3 separate regions of the Mus musculus genome follow, and all the other regions are linked to region 2. Evidence: chromatin contacts called from public HiChIP or PLAC-seq data. All regions are on one chromosome and are shown on one strand. Each heading gives the region's core, a stretch centred on a gene start, on an enhancer-like site or on the middle of the called end of the contact. The rest is flanking DNA. Distances are from core to core; before and after follow the strand shown.

Region 1 (3,988 bases), core at 353-2,852, 220 kb after region 2:
TTCTGAATGAAGGGTACCTCCACCAGCTTCCAGCCCTGGCTAGGGAGGACTCTAGTCGCCTATGGGGGTCAGGAAGGTCCTATAGTGACCCCCGCCTATAGTGGACCCCCTCCCCCCCCCCCGTGCCTCTCTCAACCCTGGAGGGCAGAGGGACTGAGGTCAGCTTACTTTGCAGCCATACTGGAGAGCCAGCTTGTTGAGGCTGTCTTCCTGAGCCAGCTCCCGCTGCAGCAGAACCATGGTGCCTGCTCCTGGCCGTTGGCTGCTGTTCTTCTGGTGCTCCTTGCCCCGGGGTCGTAACACCACCTGATGTGACTCTTCCTCAGAGGAGTCCCCAGAGTCCCCGCTGCCATTGTTGAACATGTAAACGTGGCTGTTTGGAGTCCTGCAGACAGCAGCTGGACCTTGGAAGCTCTTGGCTAACACTTCCTTCTGCCTCATTTTCTCTTAACTGAAAATCAGACCTGGAGTTAATTCCACACAAATGCTATTCATTTTCCTCTGGCTTCCTAAAGAGGACTGTCTCGTTAGTAACTTCCTAATATTGCCAATATCAAACAAACAGCATCAGGACAGAAGGACATCCTCACACCTGTCCACCTGATACTGACACAGAATAAGATCATACTTTCCCTAAGTGCTTACTGTGTGCAAAAAAGATTCCCCACCCTTCTTCCCCACCCCCAGCTGTGCTTCCCCTAGCCCACAGAAGAAACCACTGTGTCTCAGCACTGTGTGAGGTGACAACTGTTCTCAGCTCTCTGACACTGAGAATCTTACACTTAGAATCTTTGGACAAAAACCTCATTAGGCATCCCAAGGTGTCTTCAGGGGAAAGGACAGAAGCTGGGAACAACCATAGTTCTCTTATTTTGACCCTGGCTGACGTGACCTAATTGATGAGCAATGGAAAAACCTATCAAATTTCAATTTGTCCGTTTCTCACAGTCATTCTGGACTCATTTCACCCCCACGGTCCCCTTATTGCCACCTGGAGTCAAACGCCAGAGCCACAACCAACCTTTCCCTTCCAAATGGCTGGAATGAGACTCCAGGCATTCCTGGCGGTCCCTTCTGCATGGCCCTTTAAGGGAACAGCCAACCTCAGGTATCTCCCTCTGGTCTCAAATTCTGAGCCCCTGGCACCCGGGGCGGCCAAAAGAGGCCTCAGTTTCCCTCCAATGACAGGTGGGCTGTCATTAAGCAGGAGACAAAACAAATTTCAGACGTCCCCGCCCCTGGGCCTAAACAGGCCCGGCCCCAACTTTCCAAAGAATACACATCCTGCCACTCCCGCAAGCCGGCACCAGCCCTCTGTGGACACAGGCACTGGCCCTGGATTGGCAGCCCTCCACTGAGCCCACAGTGACAGGGCCAGAAGCCCTGGCCCCCCAAGTCAACCCAGCAGACCCTGCTCCAGGTTCGGGTACCTCGCTCCCAGGCTTCACCGCCACCGCGCCCGCCGATTGGCTGCAAAAAGCAGGTCTTCCGGGGGCGGGGACTAAGAGCCAACCAATGACTTCAGAGGAGGGCGGGCCCTGGCAGAGCCGGGAGGTGCTGAGAGGTCAGAATGAGGGCGGGCCCTGATGGGCGGGGCTCCAGCGTGGACCCTGGACTTGTGCTCCTATGTCATTTATCCCAGCTGTTCCCGGTTTCCCCTTCTGAGCCAGGTATCTTGGCCTCCTCGGTGGCCACAGCTTTCTGCTAAGCCTCGGTCTTCTTCCCGGCAGGAGAGACCTTTGACCCATGTGCGTCCTGATCCGTGGCCAGGAGCGTACCCAGTACGGCGGTGCGCCACTCGAGAGGCCTGACCCAGGTAGCCTCAACCTGAATCTTCGACCCAGTATCCTTTGAGGGGCCGAATGGTTGCCAGCCCCTGCCCAGAGATAAACAGAAGTCCAGGGATGTGAAATGTTGCCCTGACAACACAGACCAGAATTGGATAAAGGAGAATATGTATCATCTGGCCAGCCAGAGCGTCCCTGCTATTTGGAAAAGGGCGGAGAACCTGTGGCATTGTTTTGTAACCAAGATTAAAATCCTTAATGGAGTAAGACTCATCCAATGAATAAGGAAGAAACTAAGTGTCGTGGGCAGGCATTACACCAAAGAATGCAGATGGCTGGCCGCTGAACCAAGGTGCTAAGCCTGTCTGGGAATCAACATTGAAACAAGAGCCCAGAAATTCTTCCTATGATTTAGAATAAAACTAAAAGTCTTACTCTAAATGTCTAAGGCCAGGAAAGCACCAGGTCATGGCCCTCTCTGCTAGCCACAGGACTCTTCTTTCTGGCTTTAAACATCTGTTTAAACATTTGTTTACTTTGCCCCCCAACCCAGGAGGTGAGCCTCGCTAATATACCCAGCACATGTGTTTCCCACTGAGGTATTTGTGGTTTGTGACAGTTTACAGGCTTGGATGAGGCTGCCTGAGAAGTATGAACGCTATGTCCCACCTATCAGAGTGGGCCAGGTGCCCAGCCACATGAACAGGTCCACTGATCTGATCCCAAGTTAGTGGAGACCCACCCCATCACCAGAGGTATCCACTCGGATATCCTTCAACCCTTGTCAAACATGTTGTCCCCTCCCAAGTCCAGCCTTCTCCTGGGATAGAGGATGCAAGGTAGCAGGGGCCAACTATTTAGCTTTCTGAATATGGCTCTGAACTCCAGGGCTAAGCAGAACTGCCATGGAATGTCGAAAGTTTTGTCTTTTAATTTTTTATTTCTTTTAAAGAGTCTAAGCCAAGCCCTTCACAAGGGCACTGACCCAGTCCCCTCTTTAAGGCTCCACCTTAAAAGCTCACTTCAGAGGGTAGGGTTTCAACAGGAAGGAAAGGGGACACAAGTCAGTCTATGGCAAGCCTGAATATGAATTCCTTTCGTGGAAAATGAATGTTTATGCTTCTCATTGTAGCCAGCTTTCCCCTCTTACCTCATGAGCTGTGTGTGCTGAACACTCACCAGGGATCATCCCAGCAACATTTGGTCTTCAGACTAGCAGGGATTATATCAGATCCCAGTCTATAGAGGAGAATACTCAAGTGTGAAGACAGCAGTGTGAGGTGTGTGCCTAGATGGCAGCCCCAGCCCCCCCAGACCTACACCACGCCTCCACCTTGACTTGGTTTTCCTTTTATGGAACTGTGGGAATGAGTCTGAGGCACTTTGTCAAAGCAGCTGAAACTGATGGAGCCTGGGCCCTAACAGGAACGTCTAGAGTGCCCAGCCTTATTCTACACAGCGACAAGTTTGTCAGGTGACCTTTAATCCTCCTTGAATTCATTTATATCACAGTCATCCTCAGGGCTGAGGATGGGGAAGTTCCTGGAGACAGGAACCTGTTGGACAGGGTGAGCTGTGTTAAGTGGATGTCAACTGGAGTCACATCCCTTCAGACATCCTTGGGGAGTGCGGTGCCTTCTGGGTTGGACTGTTTTAGAGGTTTCCCACGGGCCATCAAAAGGTTTCTTTTGGCCACTCACTCTCTGCCTGCTGCAAGTCAGGGCTGACTGAAGGTCCTTACTTTAGAATAGCTGGGTTTTCCCAGAGCCATACCCACATTCTTGTCTGTATGCTGTGGGTGGTCATTTAAAGGTTCTTAAGGTGGGGTTTGACACCCCCACTTTGTTGACCTCATTGCCAGGGTCTCCCCTCACCCCATTTTTCCAGTCCTTCAACTTTCTCTGGCTAACCTTTGACCTGAGCCCCAGCATCTGGGATTTATATCCAGGTTCGGAAGGCTTAATTCAACACCTCCAGGGCCCTGTCTACTCCCAAGTTTCTCAAGAAGGGGCACCGGACAGCCTTCTGATCCCTTGTTCCGCTCAGATCCATTAAATCTAAGCAAGATCCAATTTTTTTTTATTTCCTCAAGATATCAGTGCTCCATGGGAATGCTGCAAAGACCCGGGGCTCTGAAAAGATGGCCATGCTAATTCCTCTGTTGGTGTTTACCCAAGACATGAAGACCAGAACAGGAAGAG
Region 2 (4,124 bases), core at 1,161-3,660:
AGCCTGGGAAGGATTGGATTTCTCAGCTGAGTCTGCACACTGGTGACACGCTGTCCGAGCTGGGCTCAGTCTGGCTTGCAGCGCTTCCTCATTCTCCTTATAGGAACAAAGGAAGAAACCCAGAGCGAGTTTGAGACCACTGCACCTGGCACTGTGGGACCCCGAGCCAGCAGAGGAAAGCAGAGTATACTCCCTGGAGGAGGCAGGCACAGGCCCAAGTCATGTCCGGAAGTAAAAGGGGAAGGGACAGGGGTGAAAAGTGCTGAGTGGGGGCTTTGTACCCTGTCTGTTAGGTTCCCTCTGGGGAAGAGGGTTAAGCTCCACCCCCACCCCTTTCTAATCTCTGAGTCTTGAAAACAAACCCAGGGAGCTGCAAAGTTGAGGTTGGGGGATGGCAAATTCAAGGCCAGCTTGGGCAACTAAGTGAAACCCGGTCTCAGAGAGTGGAAAAGAGGCTGTGGGTAGGGCTCACTGGTAAAGCACGTGTTTGGTATGGAGGATGGCCTCAGCTAAATCCTCAACACTGTAATAAACAAACAAGAAAACAAAACCAAAGAGGAACACAAAATTCCCTTTGGTTTCTGTCAATAAGTCATAAAGAAATTTGTCCTCAAAAGCTTCCATGGATGGACTGGGTGGGGTTCAGGGATAGAGAACCAGTCTTGAACAAAGGTCAAGACCTAAAGACACAGAGCACGGAGGTCAAACCATGGGACCCTTCATATATGAGGACAGTCATATATGACTCTGCTTCATATATGAGAACTTTTTCCAGTACATGTTTTCTTACTTACAATATGGGAAATGAAATCAAACTACAGAAATGAAAAGTCACACATGCAGATGATTACAAAAAAACATTTGTGTGTGTGTGTGTGTGTGTGTGTGTGTGTGTGTGTGTTCGTGTGTTCCTTCCCTTTCCTGGAGTGCTCACACCCCTTACCAAGGACAGCTGCCAGAAGCAAGCTTGCCTCTCCCCTCCCTCTCCAGCTCTACCCCTCCCTGGCAGCAGCTGATGCCCCTGCATAGGTCAGAGTTCCCTGGGGCAGCTGGTCCTGGTTGGGACCTGGGAGGCTCGCTCCCTGTGTGGAGAGCCCCAGGGCTGGAATGCCAGCTTGTGAAACCCCAGCCAGCTGACCTTTTGGGATGGTGAAGCCACCTGTGTCTTAGAGGCGGGGGATGGGGGTGGGCTGTGCAGAGAGAGCCAAGGGAGGTGCCAGCTGAATACAGCTCTGTCATTCACCCTGGCTTCTAAGCCACTTCCTTTCCAGGTTTCTCTTCTTCCCTTTCGCATCCTCAGCCCACACCCCACAGCCAGTGGCTAGATAATGAGAGCTGAAGCTCATCCTGTGTTCTACACGTGGGCTTCCCCAGTCTCTGCAGACCCCTCCCATCCTGCTGCTCCTCCATCCCTGAGACTTTCATCTTTCCATCTCAGCCCAGCTTATTGATGGCCTTAGGGCTCTCTGGCCTGCATGACACTCTATCTTCTTAGACTTCACCACTGCCTGGCATTCTATACACACACAGCTATAATATTCTATGTACTATCTAGAATTCAAGGGCCGAGGGGGGCAACTCTAGGCCTGATGCCAAGGGAACGCTCAGGAAGTGTTTGTTGGAAGAAGGCATGAGAAAACAACTCCAGAGAGATCAGGTAACTTGGCTCCATGCCACAGAGCTGGGGAGGAAGGGTGAGCACCCATTGCCTCTGGTTCCTGGGTACCCTGGTGTCTGAAACACCACCTCTGTGCCCCATTCACTGCTCAGACACCCCTCCCTGCCCTCACCTCCACAAGAAATAATCTACCATTGCTGTCAATCACCCCCTAACTCCCACCCAGGCAGTATCACCAAGAGGCATCAGGAAGATCAAGGGACCCCACTAGCCCAATGCATGTTTTTTCTTAACTGCTGAGGAAGAAGATGACCATGTCCCCCATGAGCCACAAGGGAGCCTCCTCCTGTGGGGTGCTTCTGAAACCATGCCTGGCGGCCCATTGAAGATGTGCAGGTGAGCCTGCTGTACCTGTCTTTAGATTTGGAATCTAGGTCACCCTTGGCTGTTCCTCCCTCCTCCCTTAGAAGATAAGCGAGATCTTTCTTAGGGTCTCCTAGCGAGGAGACAACAAGGGCAATGCCCACACCCTGCCTGGGCTGTCAGGAGCACTTCATTTTGGAGCCAATATAATTTATGAGATGCAAATGGATTTAGCATTTTAAAAAGGGGGGAGGACTTGGAAACGGAACAAAGTGCATTTTACACCCTATGCTGAGGCGTGTTTGGGGTTCCATTAATCATCTCAGACTAAAGAGATTTAATCTCCCGGCCAGCCAGGCTGGAGAGAGCCTGCACCTCTCGCCCAGCCCAGGAGGCCAGGCTCGGCACTTCGGGCACTGGATGCCGGCCTGCTCTCTCCGTGCAGGCTTCAGCTGCTGGTGCATCGCCCTTGCTTTCAGCTCTTGTCTGAGTCACACAGGAGATGAAATTACAGAGGTTTCTGCACGGGATGAATCAGTAAGAGCAGGATCAAGCCAAATATTTGGACAAGCCTTGCCCTGCAGGGCGAGGGAGCAGGCTGAAGACCCTGCAGCCAGCATGCACCCTGCCTGCCACAAGCTGGAAGATTGCTTTCTGACAAAGTGCTGCTGTGGGGCTGGCTGTGGCTGGCAAGGGAATTAGCTCAGATCCAGAAAGGCAGGCTGCAGTCAGATTTCCCAGCCAGAGCTGGGGGAAAGAGAGTGTGAGCAGCGTGTGCCTTGGAGCTGTGCTTCACTGTGTTACTAGGCAGAAGGGTCTTGACAGGGCGCAGTCTGCAGGCTGAGGAGCGTGGGCAGGGGAGGAGATGGCTGCCTTTGAGTCACAGTATCTGCCTTCTCTTTCTGGAAGTCTTCGGGTGGCAGGTATGGTACTCACTACCCTTCCTGACTAGACTTGGTGGAAGATAGTGGCTGTGAAACTGAAGCTGGGCAGCTCAGTTCATTGCTAAGACTTCACTACTGTGATGTCTCCCACCAGAGGCCCTTAATTGTTACCTTCCGAGCCTCAAAGTTACTTTTTGAGGCTGTTCAGAACAATAAAACCAGTAATAAAAACTGTTACCTTAAGTCTGTCTGGAATCCTTAAAACAAAACAGGTTTGGAACACTCTCAGGTTTATTAAGGATTTCTCTCCCGTGCAAACAAGCTTCCAGGTCCTCTTCACTGAGGAACACGAACCTCCAACATGAACCTCCTCTTGATGCAGGTGACATGTACTCGTGGACTATGTGACTAGACTTCCCCTACTTGATGCTTCTCCTGAAAACCTCGGAGACTTCCCATTTTCTCATCTTGCAAATGAATAAACAGTCTTGGGAGGTTATGCAATTCTCCAGGGTCACATGGCCAGCAAGGTATACAGCCAGAAACGTAAACCTAGGCAACCAGACACCAGCTGGTAGTCTGCCTCCGGGCACCTCTAACGTTATTTGAACCCAACAGCAAAATAACCAAGGAAACCAATTCAAGCAAAGCCTACAGTTTCCAGCCTTCAGTAAGTGTTCAGACCCAGAAGATGTCAGATTCAGTGATTGCCTTCAGGATCCTGGCCCATTCTCCAAGCTCAGAGAAGGTCTATAAGGGAGATGGTTTCCCCAGACACAATGTGGTCCTCAAGAATTAACCAGGCCGGGCATGGTGGTGTATGCCTTTAATCCCAGCACTTGGGAGGCAGAGGCAGGCAGATTTCTGGGTTCAAGGCCAGCCTGGTCTACAGAGTGAGTTCCAGGACAGCCAGGGCTATACAGAGAAATCCTGTCTTGAAAAACCAAAAAAAAAAAAAAAAAGTATTAACCAGATCCTAACCTGTCTAGGGCAGCCTAGTTCTCCAAAGACAAGACTCAACAAAGATCTTACCTGGCGTCCTCTGGGACAGAAAGATTGCTGAGCCTGCATTACAGAGTAGAGAAGTCTGTTCTGGAGACAGAGAACCTGGGCTTGAAACTTGGTTTTAGACGACATCATCATCATCTATGAGATCAACCTCAACCTTCTTTGTTGCAGGAAGCTACAACTCCATAGGGGGGGGGGGGCGGGGGGAGAGGGGTGAGACATCTGTATATAATTGTCACAGACTGTGTGGG
Region 3 (3,742 bases), core at 844-3,343, 160 kb after region 2:
GTTTGCATACATGTTTGTGGGTGCACATGAGGATACCAGAGGTTGACATTGGATGTCTTCCTTGATCATTGTTTGTTTTATTTACAGAGGCAAGGTTTCTCACTGAACCTGGAACTTACCAAGTCTAGCTAACCAGCTTGCTATGCAGGTTCCCTAACTCTCCCTTCCCAGCACAAAGATTATAGACTGGGATTATAACCAGCCCACCTTTTAATGGGATTCCTGGAGATATGAACTACTATATTTACACAGCAAGCAGTTTGCCCAGACCTGTCTCCTCAGCCATGAAATGTCACATTTTTAGTTTTAATTTCCTACATTCAAAACACAAAGCAAACTGGAATTAATACAAAAAGAAAGAAAATAGAGAATTACTATAAAATGCACCTGTCGACTAGGAAATCAGAATGGGTTAGAGACAGCTCAGCAGTTAAAGCTGGTCTTTTAGAAGACTGTGGTTTGATTCCCAGCACTCACATGGTGGCTCACAGCTGTCTGTAGCTCCAGTTCTAGGAAATTTGACACATGAATAAATAATAATAGAATCTTTAAGATTAAAAAAAAAAGGTAGTAATAAAATTGACTGTGCCAGGAATACATTATTTAAGAACAGTGGTTCCCAAAATGTGATAACCTGACTTATCAGTACTAAATCACCGTGAACATTTTTAGAACCTAGTGTTTTGTTCCCCAACCAGACCTAAAAGAAAAATCTTAGAGATGAGGTCTAAGAAACTTGGTTTACTTGTTCTAAGTGGAGTTGTAAACCAACAGCTTGAAGTGAGCACACTTTTTTGACAGTGATTTTTTTAGCTTTTTCAAACCTTTTATTCATGAAAATATACCCTGAATTAATTTCAGATACTGAGCAAGTTTGAGTCATATTTTTAAGAAATCTTTTCAAAGTTTAAAATAGTATACCAAATATTGGTGTAAGTTGCCATTATATAAAACATTAAATTTGAATTTGCAATACTGCAGGACCTAGAGAATTTTTTTTGGTTGGTTGATATTTTGATTTTATAATGAACAGTGCCAAAATGCCATTTCACATAAATATGGAATACAAAGTGGCAGAACTATGATAAGGACTATTTCAGAAGCTAGAAATCTTGTCATAATCTTAAGCCAAACTTCATAATACTGTGTGTGTAAATTAATAACTCAAGTAGCAATTCTACACCATTCAGGATCACCCCAAGACACACTAATTTGAGAAATGCTAACTAATAACAGTAGAAAATTTTAATTGTTTTTCCATGAACTACTATGGGTCCATATGCAGAAACCTTGGCATGTGTAATAAGAATACTGCACTTCACAATGGACAGCAGTTTTAAGTGGCAGAAATTTTTCAGGCAGCATTAGTTGGTGTTCCATGGTGTGACGGCATGCCCAGTGCAAAGCGTGAGTTGAGAACGGCTGTGAGCACCCACCCACCTTTAACCTGAGTGCTGGAGATCTGAGCTGCATGCCACATGCTGTGCAGGAAGCAGGTTAGGCTTTGGTTTGGTTTTAAGTGTTTGTTGAGGCAATTTTTAGTCCAGACTAGCTTTAAATTCTCTTTGTAGCAGAGGCTACTCTTGATCCTCCTGTGTCCACCTTCCAAGTACTACAGTTACAGATGTGTGTCGCTATGCCATGTTTGACCTTGAATTAATTTGAAGCTATTGCATGTTCATAAACTTTTTATTGTTGCAAGTTTTTGTAAACCCCAAATTCATTTACTCCATTTGGAGTTGTGACCATAGGTGAGCAAAAACCAAAATTGTTCAGTGGCTCCTGTTTCTGAGTATCATCTGGTCTGGACCATATAGTAATGGAAGACACAATTCCATTTGTATTTTCTGACAGTCTAACACTGTCCTCAAAGAAGCTTTGGGAAGCATTGACACCCCCCATCCACCTCCAGCACCCCATATTATAATGAGAAATGGAACAGACAGGGAGTACTTAAGAGGCTTGCCTAATGTTTTACAGGGCTCCAGTTGGAGCAGCAGGCGAAGGAGAAAATAATGAGGCATCTGAAGACAAGGCAAAGCTCCCTCCACCTCCAGCCCTGCCCTGCCCTGCTCTTTTATTCTTTACAGAGCTTGGAGTAGCAGGGTGATGACTCACAGGGTGAGGCGCACAGTCCTGCGGCCTCCTCCACACGTCCTTGGCACCTTCCTTTTACATTGCAGTCACCATAGTTCTTGCTATTTCAAGTTTACTATTCTTGTTTTGATACCTGTTTGATATTATTGTTCATTATATAGCTGTTGGCTTTTATTTGTGTGCTTTTTAATAAGGAACTATGTGCAGTTCCTTATTAAAATGCAGTCTTTCTCGAGATCATACTTATTCCATGAGAGATTAATGTTAAAACAGAAATGAAAGTGCACTGGAAGAAAACTTAGGGTTTTACTGCTATGAATAGACACCGTGACCAAGACAACTTTTAAAAGGATGACATTTGATTGGGGCTGGCTTACAGGTTCAGAGGTTCAGTCCATTATCATCAAGGTGGGAGTGTGGCAGCATCCAGGCAGATGTGGGGCCAAAGGAACTGAGTTCTACATCTTGTTCCGAAGGCAAACAGGAGAAGACTGACTTCCAGGCAACTAGGACAGATATTAAGGCCCAGGCCCACAGTTACATACCTACTCCCAACAAGGCCACACCTACTAATAGTGCTACTTCCTGGGCCTAGCATATACAAACCGTCACAGTCACTATAGTAGAACTCGCATTTCCATAAGACAGGTTTTTGTGACTGCTGATTAATATCGGTGTGTTCTTTTTATGTTCACATGTATCAAAGAATGAACATTGAAAGTTTTAATCAAGTAAAAATGTTCTGTATTTCTTCTCTGGAAGGTCCTCAGTGCGTTTGTGAAATCTTTGTCAAGATTAGCGCAGGAGCAGAGGAGGCTTGGGAGCCGGTCAGAGGAGCACTTGCTTCAGAGGTGACCTCACCAGCCTTACGGAGAATGCTTAGAGAAGGAAATGGGGTTACAAAGAAAGGAAAGGAAAAAGCGTATTGTAGGTCAAGAGGTGGCTTAGGTGGAAATTAGAAAAATCTAATCGGCACTTTATTTTAAGTTTATATGAGCTAAGTATAGCTGAAGTGTGGTATTAAGAGGGAAGTAACTGAGACCTGAGATACAAACCAGATCCTCCTGACTGTGGAAGGCTTTGTCTTTACTGTGGAGGTTTGGCTAGCCACTAAAAGAGTGGAATAGAATAGGTTTCAGATTGTGGACTTCTCAGGTGATTGTGTTGGAATTGCAAGATTTCTTTAAAAGGGGGTTGCAGAAAAAGATAGAAAAGGTAAAAATATTATATGTAGTATTCTTCATTTTCTTTTTAAAAATTGGATATTTTATTTATTTACATTTCAAATGCTATCCCCTTTCCTGATTTCCTCCCCAGAAAGCCCCTATCCCATCTCCCCATCTCCTGCTTCTATGTAGATGTGCCCCCATATCTACCCACTCCTGCCTCCCCAACCTGGCATTCCCCTATACAGGGCCATCGAACCTTCATGGAACCAAGGGCTTCTTCTCCCATTGATGCCCAACAAGGCCATCCTCTGCTACATATATTGCTGGAGCCATGGGTCCTTCCATGTGTACTCCTTGGTTGGTGGTTTAGAACCTGGGAGCTCTGGTTAGTTGATATTGTTGTTTTTCCTATGAGGTTGAAAACCCTTTCAGCTCCTTCAGTCCTTGCTCTGACTCCTCCATTGGGGACCTGGTGA

The links. HiChIP or PLAC-seq counts read pairs in DNA pulled down with a chosen protein or histone mark.
Region 1: a contact with region 2 is called in an HNF4G HiChIP or PLAC-seq map of pancreatic cancer cells. The contact joins the promoter of 1700112J16Rik here to the enhancer-like site in region 2. A contact is called at or near these places in 4 of 39 promoter capture datasets (embryonic stem cells and liver), 4 of 115 datasets of contacts at active chromatin or transcription factors (memory CD8 T cells, microglia, pancreatic cancer cells and 1 more) and 2 of 9 other capture datasets (adipose tissue and liver).
Region 3: a FOXA1 HiChIP or PLAC-seq map of pancreatic cancer cells shows a contact between it and region 2. The contact joins two enhancer-like sites. A contact is called at or near these places in 1 of 484 Hi-C or Micro-C datasets (pancreatic cancer cells), 2 of 115 datasets of contacts at active chromatin or transcription factors (microglia and pancreatic cancer cells) and 2 of 9 other capture datasets (adipose tissue and liver).

Annotation. Positions count from the first base shown.
Region 1 is chr7:67,220,072-67,224,059 of GRCm38.p6, reverse strand. 1700112J16Rik (RIKEN cDNA 1700112J16 gene) reads left to right here and starts at 1,602. Exons shown (of 3, transcript NR_131044.1): 1 at 1,602-1,816; 2 at 3,880-3,988. It overlaps Lysmd4 (LysM, putative peptidoglycan-binding, domain containing 4), which reads right to left and starts at 1,516. Exons shown (of 3, transcript NM_175215.4): 1 at 1,431-1,516; 2 at 169-451. The coding sequence starts at 441.
Region 2 is chr7:67,441,732-67,445,855 of GRCm38.p6, reverse strand. No RefSeq gene overlaps it. Among named protein-coding and RNA genes, the nearest start is that of Gm33926, 3.4 kb to the right of the region's middle. Within about 2 kb of position 2,410, at least 205 of the 459 cell types and tissues checked have an H3K27ac peak or open chromatin away from gene starts, as enhancers often do. A contact at or near this core is called in adipose tissue, memory CD8 T cells, microglia and 1 more, where this site is marked.
Region 3 is chr7:67,285,997-67,289,738 of GRCm38.p6, reverse strand. The region is part of intron 4 of Mef2a (myocyte enhancer factor 2A); the gene reads left to right. Among named protein-coding and RNA genes, the nearest start is that of Lysmd4, 65 kb to the right of the region's middle. Within about 2 kb of position 2,093, at least 61 of the 459 cell types and tissues checked have an H3K27ac peak or open chromatin away from gene starts, as enhancers often do. A contact at or near this core is called in pancreatic cancer cells, where this site is marked.